Linked DNA regions of Sus scrofa: region 1 is linked to region 2. A link is a contact called in public Hi-C data. All regions are on one chromosome and are shown on one strand. The core of a region is the stretch at or near the end of the contact, and the rest is flanking DNA. Distances in the headings are between cores, read along the strand shown. Region 1 holds the start of GIMAP8 (GTPase IMAP family member 8). Region 2 holds the start of LOC100519177 (GTPase IMAP family member 1).

Region 1 (7,625 bases), core at 3,331-5,830, 38 kb before region 2:
TCCCCACCAAGAAAAACAAGTTTCCAGTGGGTTTCAAGCTAGTGAAGCCCCCTGCAAAGAGCTACTGCACACAGAGCACATGGGAGCAGAGCAGATCATTTGCCCTAAGTAGTACACAGGCCTAGGAAAAGAAAAAGGAAAGGGTTGTTTTCTGGAGCAAACCACAACTGGGGCTAGAGTTCATTCACTGAGTAGAATATACTTTGCATGTAGGAAGCTTCCAGCCTCTTGTTTTGTGGAGTTTGTGGAACTGCCATCAGGCGATTATCGCCCTAACTCACTAGGTGCTGCTTTTCCCCACTCTTGAAAAGAAGGCATTTTCATATCAAATGAGGCGTCTCCACAAAGAGAACATGTTTTTAGTGGGTTTCAAGCTACCGAAGCCCCCTGCAAAAAACTAGTGCATACAGAGTGTTTGGCAGCCGAGGGGTTCATTTGCCCTAGGAATAACAGAGGCCTGGGAGGGAAAAAGGCAAGGGTGCCTTTCCAGAGCAAATCACCATTGCAGCTGGTGTTCGTTCACAGAGTAGAATGTCCTTTGCACGTTGAAGTTTCCAGCCTCTTCTTTCGTGGATTTTGTGAGATTGCCATCAGATTTTCTCCCTAGCTTTCTGGGCACTGCTTTACCCCGCTTGGGGAAAGAAGGCATTTTCATATCCCGTCAGGCTTCTCTACAAAGGAGAACAGGTTTTGTGTAGGTTTCAAGCTAGTGAAGCTCCCTGAAAATGCTAGGGCACACAGAGCACTTGCTAGCTGAGCAGCTCATTCACCCTACGTATACACAGACCTAGGTGAGAAAAAGACAAGCGTTGCTTACTGGAGCAAAACACAACTGGGGCTGGTGTTCATTCCTCGAGTAGAAAATGCTATGCAAGTAGGAAACTTCCCACATGGTTTCGGTCATTAGCGAGATTGTCATCAGGCGATTATCGCCCTCTCTCTCTAGGTGCTGTTTTTTTGTGGTTGTGAGTGTGATGAGTGCGTTGCGAGGCTGTGTGTGTGTTGTGTGTTTTAACGTTTGAGTGAGTGGTCTTGTGTGTGCTGTGTGAGGTTTGTGTGGTTCTGAATGTGTGATTTATGACTGTGAGTTTGTGTTGTGTGGTTGTGAGTGGGTTGTGTGTGTTTTGGGGCTGTGAGTGTGTGGTGTGTGACCTTACGAGTGTGTTGTGATGTGTGGTTTATTGTGGTGTGTGTTTTTTGAGTGTATGTTGTGTGTGTTTTCTGGGGGTGAGAGTGTGTTTTGTGCTGAGTGTGTGTTGTGTTTGGTGTGTTTGGGTGTGTGCAGTAGTGAGTGTGTGGTGTGGTTGTGAGTGTTGTCTGTGTGATGGTTGTGAGTGTATTGTGTGTGGTTGTGGGAATATGTTGTTTTTGTTGTGTGGTTTTGAGTGTATGTTTTCTTTGTGGTGAATGCGTTGCATGTTTTTGACTGGATGTGTTCTGTAGTTGTGAGTGGGTTTTGTGTTGTGTGGTTGTGTGTTTGTGGTGAGTGTTGTGAGCCTATGTGTGTTTTGTGTTGTATGGATTTGTGTGTGTTGTGTTTTGTGTGGTGGCAAGTGTGTTTTTGTGGTTTGTGGTTGTGAGTGTGTACTGTGTCGCGTGTGGTGAGTGTTTGTTGTCTCCTGCATGCTTTATGGCTGTGAGTGTCCTATGGGTTGTGTGGCTCCGAGTGTGTGGCATGTGTTATGTTTGTGTGTGCCATGATGTGTGGTTTATTTGGCTGTGTGTTTCTTGAGTGTATTTTGTGTTTGTAAGGTGGATGTGAGGGTTTGTTTTGTGCTGTGTGTGTTGTGTTTTGTGTGATGTGTGTGTGTTCCTGGGGTTGGGAGTGTGTGGTTGTGAGTGAGCTATGGGGTTGAGGGTGTTGTATGTGTTTTGATTGTGGGTGCTTTGGGTGCTGTGTGGTTTATTGTGTTGTGTGTGGTTGTGAGTGTGTGTTTTGTTTTGCGTGGCTGAGTCTACGTTTGTGAGTGGGTTTTCAGAGCCAGAACAGCCTTCCTTGCCTCGCTGCCTTTGTCTGCGCAGGTGGTTTGATATCGCCCCGCCCCTCCCCATGCCCCGCCCCTCACTTCCCCTCCCCATGCCCCGCCCCCTCACTTCCCCTGCCCGCCCCCCTTCAATTTCTTGCCCTCTGCCTAAGAGGCTTCCACACCCAGGTTCTCCTCTTGTAGGGTGGCTGCCTGCTCTTGGGGGAAAGCATGCCTCACAGGTCCAGGTTTTTGCTTTGACTTATACTTCCTTATTGCCACTGGCTTCTTGGATGTTTTTAAAAGGTTTAAACATCTTCATCCTGTTTCGTTTTAGTCGTTTTCATGGGGAGGGTGGGCATGCATAACATGGGAAAGAGGGCTCCGTCATAACCTTCTGGATTTCTCTCTCCACCCTGCCTCCAGGGTCTCAGTCGCAGGGTCCCCAAACTGAAGGGCTTGTTTTGATCCCCAAACCCCAGCCTCTCACACCCCCTCTCCACAAAGCCCACTAGAAAATGCTATGATCCCAAACACCCCACAAGGTGTCAGCCCTGGGAGACCACTAGCCTTCACATGAATGAAAAAATGGTGTCTCTTCTTAAGTGTTTATAAATAGGCATATTCTTTTTTTTCCTCTTTTTTTTTTCCTTTCTGGCTGCACCTGCTACATGCAGAAGTTCCCAGGCCAGGGATCGAACCTGTGCCACAGCAGTGACCTGAGCCGCAGCAGTGACAACGCCGGATTCTTAACCCACCTCACCACAAGAGAACTCCAGCACATTATTTCTTAATAGTAAATATGTAACAAACAAGGACTCTGAATTCCATCAGGAAGCTGTCAAAATGGACAAATTTAGTTACACGACACTTTTACTGCCATCTGCCAAAAACTGTAGTAAACACACATGTCCTATCTTTGAAATAAAACAACATATATATTTTTTTCCCAAAATAAGAAATGTCAACGCTGTGAGTAGCACTCCCTTTGATGTGGCAACTCGAACGCTTGCCATAGCAACCCTGAGGGAGTCTTTCTTAGTTTTGTGCTCTTTCTATCTCCTAAATGTATCATGAATTGTTCCTTCTTCCACTCCATTTTCACAGTCACTATTTTAGTTCATGGCCTCATTTCTAGCTTGGACTATGGCAGTAGCCTTTAACTGGTCCCCAGCCTGATCCCCTTTCCCCCACATGCCCAGACTGCTGTCATCACCCTGGATGCTCGTGGCATTTGCCATTGTCCCTCTGCATTTCTATATGCCTCTCAAGACTGCAGGTAGGCTTCAGCTCCCCAGCGTAGCTTCTTCCTCCACTGTGCCTGCTAAGCTCCTCCAGTACCGTCAGAACCTGCCGCAGTAAACAGCTGGTTTCTGGGCTTGTTGATAAGTTTGCTTCCCACTTGGTTGTTTCTCCACTTTGCAGGGTTGACAGGCTTCCTCTTTGCTCACCTGAACCCATCTCTATGGCAGTGCATGTACACTTCCACATCTGTAGGTTTAGTCTCTTTTCCTGTCTTTTCGATTGAGCTCCTTAAGTCAGGGATGTGTCTGGAGTCCTTGGTCCTCTGTGTCTGGTTCTGGGAGTTTCCTCCTTACCTGCAGAACTTGCGCCTTCCTGGCTTATTCCATTTCTGGAAATCCAGCCCCTCTCCTTCCCACCCCCTGTGAGAATCTGGGAAGGAGAGGTGAGGAGGGGTGTTTTACTGGCAGAAACCCTGCAGCCAGCCCCCAGGGGAGTGGTTTTGCTGTCCTTGTCATTACCCACAGAGCCACTAGGGGGCAGGGAAGCCCCATCCTTCCCTAGATCAGGGCCCAACCAGAATCTGTGGCAGTCCCCACAGAGTCAATTCTCCAAAAGCTGATGGATTTTTTTTTTTTTTTTTTTTTTTTTTTACACAAACGGTTGACTCAGCAAATAGTCAACTTGCTAAATCATTTGAAGCTCTGGATTTCCTGAGTGCTCCCCAAAGCTTCACCTATCTTCTAAGAAGGAGCAAGTATTTCTTGAAGCCAGTTTACTATCTCCTCTGTTTTGGGAGAAATGACATCCCACTGGGCCTGTGACCCTGCCCTGAACTGACCTCCACTTCTGAGAGTGACACAAGCGGGGATGGTTGACTGACTGAGTGGCAGGATTTTGTCTGGTTTTTGTTGTGTTGTTTTTTTTCTTTTCTTTTCTTTTTTTCTCTTTTTTTGTCTTTTTTCTTTTCTTTTCTTAGGGTTGCACCCGCAGCATACGGAAGTTCCCAGGCTAGGGGTTGAATGGAAGCTACAGCTGCCAGTCTACACCACAGCCACAGCAATGCTGGATCATGATCCCACTGAGCAAGGCCAGGGACTGAATTCACATCCTCATGTCTAGTCGTTATCGCTGAGCCACATCGGGAACTCACGCTTGTTTCAATGAGTTAATTTTACATGAACTGACCTAGTGCCCTGTAGAGGATGGGGATTCTTCCTGACCCCGGGTCCTCATTACAAAGGGGGTAAGTGGGGCGGGGGATAGGACAACCTTTGTCCCTTTCCCCTCCAAGTCTGGCTGTGTCACCCTAGCCCTTGAAGACCAGCCCATTGGTTGGGGGTGGGGGGACCACACAGGACGGAGCAGCCCCTCAAAGCCCAGGTGGGGGCCCCCACAGCTCCTCCTTCCCCAGGAGGTGGGGGTGGATGTCTCTGGAAGCTCAGCCCCACCTCAGACATTTCAAAGACCCAGCCTGTGGAAGACATAAATAAGCAGAAAAAGCCAGCCTTGAAAGGGCAAACGCGGTCTAAAGTACCTCAAGTCATCAAAATCCTAGAAACAGAGAGTAGCGGATGGTTACCAGGGGCTGGGGAGGAGGACTCTTATTGACGGGGTCCAGCGCTTCAGGCTACGGGATGGAAAATTCTGGAGCTTTTTGCACCATGTGACTCTACCTGCCACTGCTGAGCTGTGCACCTAAAAATGGCTAATATGGCAAATTCAATGTTAAGCGTTGTAACCACTGGAAAATAAAATAAGGTCTTGGTGTTTAACTTCCTCCTGAAACAGAAAGCTTTTAAAGGCTTATGGCTCCCCCAAAGGGTTTCGTTTTATGAACCCTTCGAAAGCATCAAAGTTCAAGTATTTCAAATGCGCAATTGCCCTGGGAAGGAAATCTTTAGCCTGGGAAGCAGCGCTGGTCCGAGGCCCCACGGGGTGACTCCGGAGGGGGATTTCAGCGAGGGCCCCCCCAAGGCGGTGAGGAGCTGTTCGCAGAAGCTCTACAGCTGCTTCTGCTTCGGGCAGTGGGGGCGAGGAGGTAAACAAAGCCCTCCTGTTTTCACTCCCAACTTGGGAAAGGACCGGGCTGAGAGGTGGAGGCGAGGACCCGCAGGAGAAGAAGCACCTGCTGCGGGCGCTCCCCCTCCCGCCGCTGGAGCCTTGAGAGGCCCCAGACTGTTCTCAGAGCAAGAAGCAACCTGCAGGTCCTCTCGTGTGCTCGGCACAGGCACAGAGATCCTTCTCGAGGGACCCTCCCCAGGCTCGGCCAGGGCGCTGCCCGGTCCCCTGAGCCCCAGCGGAGCCTCTGCGCCACCTCTCACCAGCCTTTCTCCGCCGCCCGCCCGCGGGGTAGGTGGGGGCGGTCCCGCCCTGACCCCGACCGCCCTCACCCTGACGTTCTCACCCTGCGATCTTGGCATCAGTTCTCAACTTCCCCCTCCGACTGCAGTGCAAATCTGGTTCTCTTCCTCCTCAGAAACACTCAGGAAGACCCTGACCCGGCGAGGCTGGTCCCGCCCTGCTCTCCTCTCCCCTGCCGTCTCCTCCAGCCTCTTTGCGGCGCCCGTGGGCCTGAGGGGCTCCAGCAGCTGCTGCCGCCCAGCCGAGCGATGGAGAGATGGACGCGGGCGGAACGAAGAGGTCCTGAAATTGGGACGGGCCCGGGAACAGGACCGAGGTACGTGTGTGCGCGGTGGCGGGTTCTGTGCCTACACGCGTGGGCAGGAGGCTGGGAAAGGCAGACACCCAGGGCGCGGAGACAGCCACCTGGAGGGCTTGATTTCAGGGGTGTCCCTCCTTCTCCAGCGCCGGTCTCCCCAGCGGGGGGCTGAGGGGCGGGGACAGAGGTCACATCCCTGGGGAGTTGCACCTGCCTTTCTAGGAAGAAGCGAGTCTGGGAGGGGTTGCCCTCCCCCCCAGGGTTGAGATGAAGGCCCGAAAAAAAAAGGAGGGGGCGGGTCCACTCCCCAGGTATCCCCGGACTCCTGGGCTGTGACACTGGGCGCCCCCCCCCCCCGCCCCCAGCCCAGGGAAGTCAGCGCGGGGGGGGGGGGGCAGTTTCTTATGCTGTACAGTAGGACCTTGTTGTCCATGCATTGCAGATGTAATAGTTTGCGTCCATCAATCCTTAATTCCTAGTCCTTCCCACTCCCCCCACCCTAACCCCAGCAACCAGATGTCTGTTCTCCATGTCTGTGAATCTGTTTCTGTTTTGTAGATAGGTTCATTTGTGCCATATTTTAGATTCCACATATAAGTGATATCATATAGTATTTGTCCGTCTCTTTCTGACTTACTTCACTTAGTATGAAAATCTCTAGTTGCATCCACGTTGCTATGAGTGGCATTGTTTCATTCTTTTTGATGGCTGAGTAGTATTCCATTGTGTATAGGTACCAGGTCATCTTAATCCATTCATCTGTCATGGACATTTGTTTCCCTGTCTTGGCTGTTGTGAATAGCGCTGCAGTGAACATGGGGGTGCATGTCTCTCTTTTTTTTTTTTTTCTTTTTTGGCCACTCCTGAAGCATATGGAAGTTCCTGTACCAGGGATCAAACCCACGCCAGAGCAGTGAACCAAGCCACTGCAGTGACTACGCTGGATCTTTAACCCACTGAGCCACTAGGAAACTCCCACTTTGCTGTCCTAGCTTGATGATGCATATTGACTTTTTTTTTCTTACTTTTTACCTCATCGCCCTGTGATATCAGCTGCCATTCCAGCAGTCACACTGAAATGTCATGCATGAAGAAGAGGGAAGGGTGATGTAAGGAGCTCTCAATTTGAGTCTGTCCCTACCATGGGGAAATCAATAGCATTCTCAGAAGGCCCAAGCAAGCATTCCCTAAATTATCATCAGGGAGAACTGGCTCACAAGGACACCCTTCTTTGGAAGGGAAGCTGGGAGAGCACGTAATTGGTTTTCTTTTGTTGTGGTTACAAATCGCCACAACCTTAGTTACTAAGAATTCACAGACTCTTTTTTTTTTTTTTTTTTTTTTCTGCTTTTTAGGCCCGCACCTGCAGCATATGAAGGTTCCCCGGCTAGGGGTCAAATCAGAGCTGTAGCCACCAGCCTACGCCACAGCAACGCCAGATCCGAGCCTCATCTGTGACCTACACCACAGTTCATGGCAACGCCGGATCCTTAACCCACTGAGCGAGGCCAGGGATCGAACCTGCGTCCTCATGGATACTAGTCAGGTTCATTTACAGCTGAGCCACAATGGGCACTCCCCTCACAGGCTTGTTCTATTTCTGGAGGTCAAAAGTCCTAAAATCAAGGTGTTGGGCAGGGTTGTGATCCTACTGAGGGCTCCATGGAGAATCCATTTTCTTGCCTTTTCTGGCTTCTAGAGATGCCTGCGTTCTCCTTGGCTTGCGGCCCCTCCCTCCATCTTTAAGGCCAGCAGCG
Region 2 (7,337 bases), core at 4,459-6,958:
AGGGAGGCAGATTTAGGACTGAACACAGGCTGACCTGGCTCATCTCACCTGGCGCAGAGAGCTGTTTCTCCCAGATGTGCACGGGACAGGAGAAGATGTTGTGGAAACCCACCAGCCGATCACCAGTTTTCATCCCGTAAAGACCTGTTCACCCTTTATTTTGAGATCGCAATAAAAGAAAATAATTTTCTAAATATCTTAAATTTTTAAGTGTGTCCCTGAATTGAAAAGCATACTCTTGCTTTGTCCTGAGTGTGTGTTAAGCCAGTGAGAAAACGCCTCCTTGGGAGGAGCTGTACTGCAGGACCTCTGTGGCCCTTACGGTCACACAACTGAGTGTGGGGTGCAGGGGGCATATGGTTTTTGTAGGTGGGGTTAGGAATGACAGAGTATCATCTTTGTTCACTGGGCATATAAGGCAGGTGAACAAAGACTGGCAAATACTGATGTCTTTTAACACGACCTGATTTCCTGTACATTCATTTATTCAATCCAGTTCAACTCAAACAAGCCAGTATGGACGCAGGGCTCTGCTCTGGGACGGTTCTGCCCTCCATCCTGCCTGAAGTGGTGGGGGGCGGGGGAGCAAATGCTCCTCTTCTGTTCTCAGGCGCCAGGAGGATGCAATGAGAGAGTCAAGGCAGTCCGAGGTCAGGGGAAAGCAGGCAAAGGCACAGAGGTTGTTTGGCTTCAGGAAGGGGAGTGCTTGGGGACCTCCAGGTCACATGGGAATGTTTCAGGAGGGACATGGGACCTGGCAGGAATCTGAAGTTGGTAGAAGAGGCAGGTGAGGGAAGAGAGGAAAGGATGTGGGCGCTGAAACTGCAGAGCACCAGGGATGAATCTGGTGTCACTTGATGAGTCAAAGTCTTATTTACAGCCTGTCGGTCAGGACCGACCTCCCCAAAGCCAGTGTGAACCGTACAGCAGGATCAACCCGCTCAGCAGCCCCGCCAGGCTCAGGCTCCACCATGTCCCTAGCGCCTCTGGCCACTTCCACCGACTGGCCAGCAGCCAGCCCCACCGCTGCTTCAGCTGGCGGCCTGCCACTTGCTCGGCCACCTTGCGGAGCCTCTCCTCCGGGCTCACGCCGCCCAGGGCCTGCGCCAGGTGGTACACGTCGTTGGTGTAGGGGGCGCCGCCGCGGTCCCTCACCAGATCCTCCACCAGCCTCAGCAGCTCCGTCACCTGCGCCTCCTGCTCGGGACCCGTGGCGCGGTTGTTAAAGGCGCAGACGCGGCCCCCGCACTCGGCCACCAGCTGCCTGAGCGCCTGGTTCTCGCTGTCGCGCACGTAGTCCTGCAGGGAGCCCTCCGCCAGGTCCTCCTTGCGGGTGAAGACCACGATCGTGTGCGCCGAGACCCCGTCCCCGAACAGCGCCTTCACCCCCCTCCAGGCCTGCTGGTCCTGGGCCGTGAAGCGGCCCAGCTGGGTCACCAGGAGCAGGGCGTGGGGCCCGGGGGCTGCGAGCAGGTAGCAGCGGCCTCTCTCCTTGCAGTCGGGGTCTGTCCGGGCGACTTCGGAGCTGAAAAGGTCCGGGGTGTCAAGGACATCCACGTCCCACTCCGCCCACCTGCCGCTCGCCACGGCACAGCTTCGGGTCACCGACGTGGCCCTGAGCCTGGAGTCAAAGTGCTTCCGGCCCAGGATGCTGTTTCCCGTGGAGCTCTTCCCCGCCCCCGTCCTCCCGGCCAGGAGGAGCCGCAGCCTGGGCTCCTGCAGGGCCGCCTGGAGGTCCTCAGAACCTGCGAGACCAATGATCTGTCAGTCCGGGCCTTAAAGCAGCGCGCGCCGCCTGGCACGTGGGTCGCCTGGACTCCTTTGGAACAAAGGGGAACAGGGGCCCCCCACCTTTGGCTTTTCGGACCGAACCTTTAGGAGCCCTCAGCTCGGGAGAGGGACAGCGTTCCTCGTGCATTGCTCCCCTCTCTGGCGCCACACCTGTCCCTGCAGGGGCGCCCCCAGCTGGTGAGGCTTCCTCGGGAGGACGCCCCTCTGTCACACAGGCGCCCCGCCCTCTGACCATATCTGTCATCCGCCACCCTGCGCAGAGCTGGTCCCCAGGCGACAGCCTCAGTGGCCTCGGCCATGCCTTCCCAGACACCCTCCCACCGCAGAAAGGCAGGAGGGGCAGTGGGCCTGGCAGCCAGGGCTCTCTGGAGTCCCACGCCCCGGGTCTGGATCACAGCCCCACCCCCTGCCAGCCGTGTCCCCCTGGGAAGCGGCATCGCCTCAGTGTGAAAGCTCCTCTGCACAAAGGAGACCAATAGAGAACATAGCGCTGTCCTCACTGGGCTGCAGAGGGTGAGAGGAGAGCATCTCTCCTGCCCTCCCTCCTCCCCCTCCTCCCCCTCCCTCCTCCTTCTCCTCCTCCTCTGTCTCCTCTCTCTTAAACCTGCTGCCCAATGAGATACCTGCTCAACCCTCCATCCTTGTTCCCTGACACCTTCGACCTGGGGAGCCCTGTGTCCTCTAGCACATGCTTTGATGCCATCCACGTCCCCTTCTGTGGAGATAACAGCAGGTGTACTTTCTTCGTTTTACGTTAGGAATGGAGGTGCGGATGACACAAATAACTTAATATTTCACAGCAGGGCAGGGACAGAGATCTCGGTCAAATGCCAACCCAAGGCCCTTGCTGATTTATCCTGGCATCGAGATACCTCTGGGGCTTCTCTCTGTTCTTGAGTCTTGACTTAGCCCCTTTCCTTATTACCCAGAGCTCACAGCTGGGGGCAGATACGCATTATGAGATATGTTCTTACCATGGGGATTTTCTTCATTTCGTGCTGTCTTCTGTCTTCTCATGATTAACTGAAAGAGTCCCAAACACAATTTGTTGGTTCATTCACTTATTTATTCGCTCATTCATCAAATAGGTGTAACTACCTACAATGCTTCAATCTAATTCCAAAGAGCTGGGGACACCACAGTGACAAGGTCATAGTTCCTGCCCTCCCCTGAGCATCAGAATTTGGGGAAGACATTGGAGGAGCCAGGTCAGGGTTGGAATGACCCTGTGAGAATATTCGCTGAGCCTGGTTTTGTCTTCAGGACCTCCGAGTGCAAAGAGCAGACAGGAGGATATAACACTTGCTCTGTGTCAATGAGAAAGCTCTAGAGAGAAGTTTTTTCTGGGGAATTCTATGCCAGTGACATCGGCTGAGCCATTGCATTTTCCCAGGAGAGTGAGCAGCTGGGGGAGACTGTGCAAAACCCTGAGAACAAGAACACTTCCTTGCTCAGCGTGTCAGGGACCCAGCTTAAGCTTGTTGGCCTGGGAACTAACAAAAAGAAAATGGGCATTTTGGTTTTGGACACTGGAAAACAGACATATTCCCCAAACGGCTTCTCAGAGAAGCCCAGCGTTTGGCTGGTCCTAATGTGTCTAAAGAGGGGGAGACTGGGAAGCTCCCCTCCGACCCCTGATGATCTTGCCCCCACATCGAAGGCTTTTCAAATGGAATGGATTGCAACCAATCAAACATCACCGAATACAGGCCCCCACTCTGCGGTCAAGGTGGCCTGACCACAGGAGCACCCGAACACAAGCACCTCCTCTCTCTCCTCCATCTGCTTCTCCAGCCTCATTCCCAACGAATCCTCTCCCCCCTCGGCTGCTCCACAAACAGCAGGTTTCAGGGTCTTTCCCAGCCCCCACTGTGGTGTCACTCCCGCGACCTTTCACCCCCCCCATTTCTCCAGAGTCCTGTCTGTGCGTCCCCATCCACTTCCAATCCCACCTCTTCTCATCATCCCCCGTTGGCAGCACACACAAAGGAAATCAGAGGCAGAGCTTGGCCAGAGGTCTAGTGACAGGTGTGCCTAGAACTCAATCCGAAGGTCTTCCTGTTTCTGCAGTAACCCCCCTTCATCCCACCAAGTCTTCAGCGAAGTTCACCCCAGGGGCAAATCACATCGTGTGAGGCGTTATTTTGTAAATAGCAACCAACAAACTCCCTTAACTGACCCCGAGAAGAAATGAGGAAACAACCAACGAGACTCAAAGCAAATAAAAAAGAATGAAATAATTCCATTTGCAGCAGCATGGCTGGAACTAGAGATTCTCATCCTAAGTGAAATAAATCAGAAGGGGAAAGACAAACACCATGTGATATAACTTATATGTGGGATCTCAAATAGGACACAAATGAATCTATCTATGAAACAGAAACTGACTCTTAGACTTCAAGAACAAACTTGAATTGCCAAGGGAGAAGGGGGAGGGGGAGGGGAAGAGGGGAGGGAAAGACTGGGAGTTTGGGGTGAGTAGATGCCCTTTTACAAATGGAAGAATAAACGAAGTCCTATTGTATAGCATAGGGAACTATATTCAATATCCTAACATAAACCATAATGGAAAAGATTATATATATTATACATTATATTATAATATATACTATGTATTCTTATGTATATCTGAATCACTTTGCTGTACAGCAGAAATTATTACAACATTGTAAATCCACTGTATTTCAATAACAAAAGGCAACCTCTGCCCCTCATCCCCACTCTGAAGAGAAAAGATTCAAAGCAAAGAGGAACAATTTAGCTAAAGCAAGATGTTCTGGTCAAAGGTGGAAATGAAGACAAGCTACAGGGGATCCCTTGGGTAAGCCCTTCGGAACTTCCCCCAAAGTTTGGAATGAAACTTGAAGAGTTCTTCTGATGTTCTTAACAGCTGAAATCTGGGCTTACAAAGACGTGTATTATTGGAAAATATAAAACTTGTAGAATCCTTTCTCTTAAAATGCCAAGGGATCAAAGTTTATTTTGCTAGTCCTGCATTTCCTGAATCTGGCATATTTTGGAATTCTTTAGGGACTTATTAAAGATGTCTATTTCCTAGGGATTTTTATTCACATATCTGTATTTAATAAAAGGAAGTACCTGCCATGCCAAATAATTCTAAGTCATTTGGTCCATGGCCTGAGGGTTTGAATCAGTAACCCTAATCCCATCCCTTCATTACGTAAATGAGATGTAGAAATTAAGATGGCACAGCAGCCCATAGAGCCCTGGACTTGGGGGGCAGATGTTCAAGGGCGTGCGGTGGGGTGGGAAACTGTGTTGATAAACTCAGCCGTCTCCGGGACACGACTGTGGCCCGTGCTAAGGAGGGTGAGTGTTTTAGCAGGGTTCAGCTCAGATAGAGACAGAATTTCTACTTCAGAACTTGTTCTGAGGTTAGATTTGTTTCCCCAGGAATCTATTTGGCCTTCGCTCCATATGCATGTGGGGAGGGTTTGTTGCTTTCTAAAGTGTGTTTTGTTCCCTGCAGTAGTTCTAGAAAACAAACACCTTTCTTATTTATTCAGGGAGTAGGGAATACACGTCTACTGAACTTCCTCTGTTTGCAACTCAACATCCTTACAAACCTGGACCTGGGAAGTGACTGTGCCTGGATCCCGCGCCCCTTTCTCACGCCCATTAGAATGGAGCGACTCACGGGGCGAGCATCGACAGGCACAGCTCTTCCCCTTCCTCACAGGTCACGCGCGCACACTCACGCACGCACGCGCACCCTGGCCCCCAGGACGGCTCCCTTTCCCGTGGGCTCACCTTTCCTGCAGAATTGGTGACAGGCTCTCAAGTCGGCTTTGAGCAGCTCCTGACCTACTTCCTGCCTTGCGACTGTAGGTGGAGCTGACTCTTCCTCCCAAACCGGGAGGAAGTCTCTGTGCCTCTCAGACCTCTGAGCTCGGGGAGGGAGGGCCCTGTGCTGATCACTTAAAGAGACAGAGGCATCGGCCTCCGAGCTAAGGGCCCCACGGGATGCTGGGATGCTGTCACTGCGCATCCCCCCCCTCTTTCCGCCCCCCCCCCCCCCCCCGCGCCACCCCGGGCTTTGGGCTATGGTGATGTTTCCCAGTTTCCTGTGACACCAGCATCTCATCCCCAACTGGCGCTATAACCTCTGAGGGGAAGAAGCCTGATATTCTTTCTGGCCTCTTTTTACCTTTTTTTTTTTTTTTTTTCCAAATTGGAGCTGCAGCTGGCTGCTGGCCTCTGACTTATTTCACTTAGTAAAGGCCTTCGGGGTCCATGGATAGACCCTTAGGTTGCTTCCATACCTGGGCTATTGTGAATAACGCTGCTGTAAACACAGGAGTGCAGATATCGTTTGGAGATCCTGTTTTCACTTCCCTGGGGTAGGTACCTCCAAGTGGAAGTGCTGGATCACATCGTAGCTCTCGGTTTAATTTTTGGAGGAACCGTCATGCGGTGTTCCATAGTGACTGCACCAGTTTACAGTTCCACTAACTGCACCCAAATGGTCCCTTTTCTCCACGTCCTTTCCAACACTCGTTACCTCTTGTCTTTTTGATGACGACCGTTCTAACAGGTATAAGGCAATTTTTCATGGTGGTTTTGATTCATATTTTCTTGATGATTCATGTTGAGAAGTTTTTCACTTACTTGTTGGCCATTTGTATGTCTTCTTTGTGAAAATGTCTATTCAGGTCATCTGCCCATTTAAATTGGATTTTTTTGGTTTGTTTTTTTTTTGTGTGTGTGTGGTTTTTTGGCTACAAAGTTGTATGGATTCCCTGTATACGTTGAAATGTTACCTCTTGTTAGATATATGATTTACAAATATTTTCTCTCATTCTATGAATTGCCTTTTCATTTTGCTGAATGTTCTTTTTGCTGTTCTGAGGAAACTTTTTAGTTTTATGTAGTCTCATTTCTTCTTTTTTTTTTTTTTTTTTTAGTAATTTTAGAGACACACCCTCGGCATATAGCAGTTCCCAGGCTAGGGGTTGAATTGGAGCTGTAGCCACCAGCCTACACCACAGCCACAGCCACTCCAGATCTCAGCCACATCTGCAACTTACACCACAGCTCACAGCAATGCTGAATCTTTAACCCACTGAGCAAGGCCAGGGATTGAACCTGTGTCCTCATGGATGCTAGTCAGATTTGTTTCTGCTGAGCCATGATGCGAAGTCCTCTCACTTATTGACTTTTGCCTTTGTTTCTTGTGCTTTTGGTGTCAAAAAAAAGGAAAAAGAAAAATTGTTGCCAAAACTAATGTCGAGGAACCTACCCCCTGTGTTTTCTTCTAGGAGTTTAATGGTTTTAAGTCATAAGTTCCCGTCTTAGTCTGTTTTGAGTTGATTTTTGTGTATGGTGTGTGACAAGAGTCCAGTCTGATTGTTTTGCACGTGGCTATCCAATATTCCCAACACCATTTATTGAAGAGACTCTTCTTTCCTCATTATGTATTCTTGACTTATTTGTAGTAAATTAATTGACCACATATACATGGACTTATTTCTGGGGTCTGTGTTCTATCCTTTAAATATATTTACAATTGCTATTTGGAAGCCTTG

What was found. Hi-C and Micro-C count contacts between places; a contact is called where the count stands out from the background.
Region 1: a contact with region 2 is called in a Hi-C map of liver, with 2.1 times the contacts expected there. The contact joins the promoter of GIMAP8 here to the promoter of LOC100519177 in region 2. A contact is called at or near these places in 11 of 47 Hi-C or Micro-C datasets (alveolar macrophages, blood, heart right ventricle and 2 more) and 2 of 2 datasets of contacts at active chromatin or transcription factors (alveolar macrophages and skeletal muscle).

Annotation. Positions count from the first base shown.
Region 1 is chr18:6,492,352-6,499,976 of Sscrofa11.1, reverse strand. GIMAP8 (GTPase IMAP family member 8) reads left to right here and starts at 4,580. Exons shown (of 6, transcript XM_021078920.1): 1 at 4,580-5,186; 2 at 5,686-5,886. The coding sequence starts at 5,819.
Region 2 is chr18:6,455,903-6,463,239 of Sscrofa11.1, reverse strand. It overlaps LOC100519177 (GTPase IMAP family member 1), which reads right to left and starts at 5,708. Exons shown (of 3, transcript XM_021078917.1): 1 at 5,563-5,708; 2 at 2,766-2,814; 3 at 464-1,745. The coding sequence starts at 2,808. The coding sequence ends at 889. LOC106508193 (a long non-coding RNA gene) reads left to right here. Exons shown (of 2, transcript XR_001304819.2): 2 at 1-203.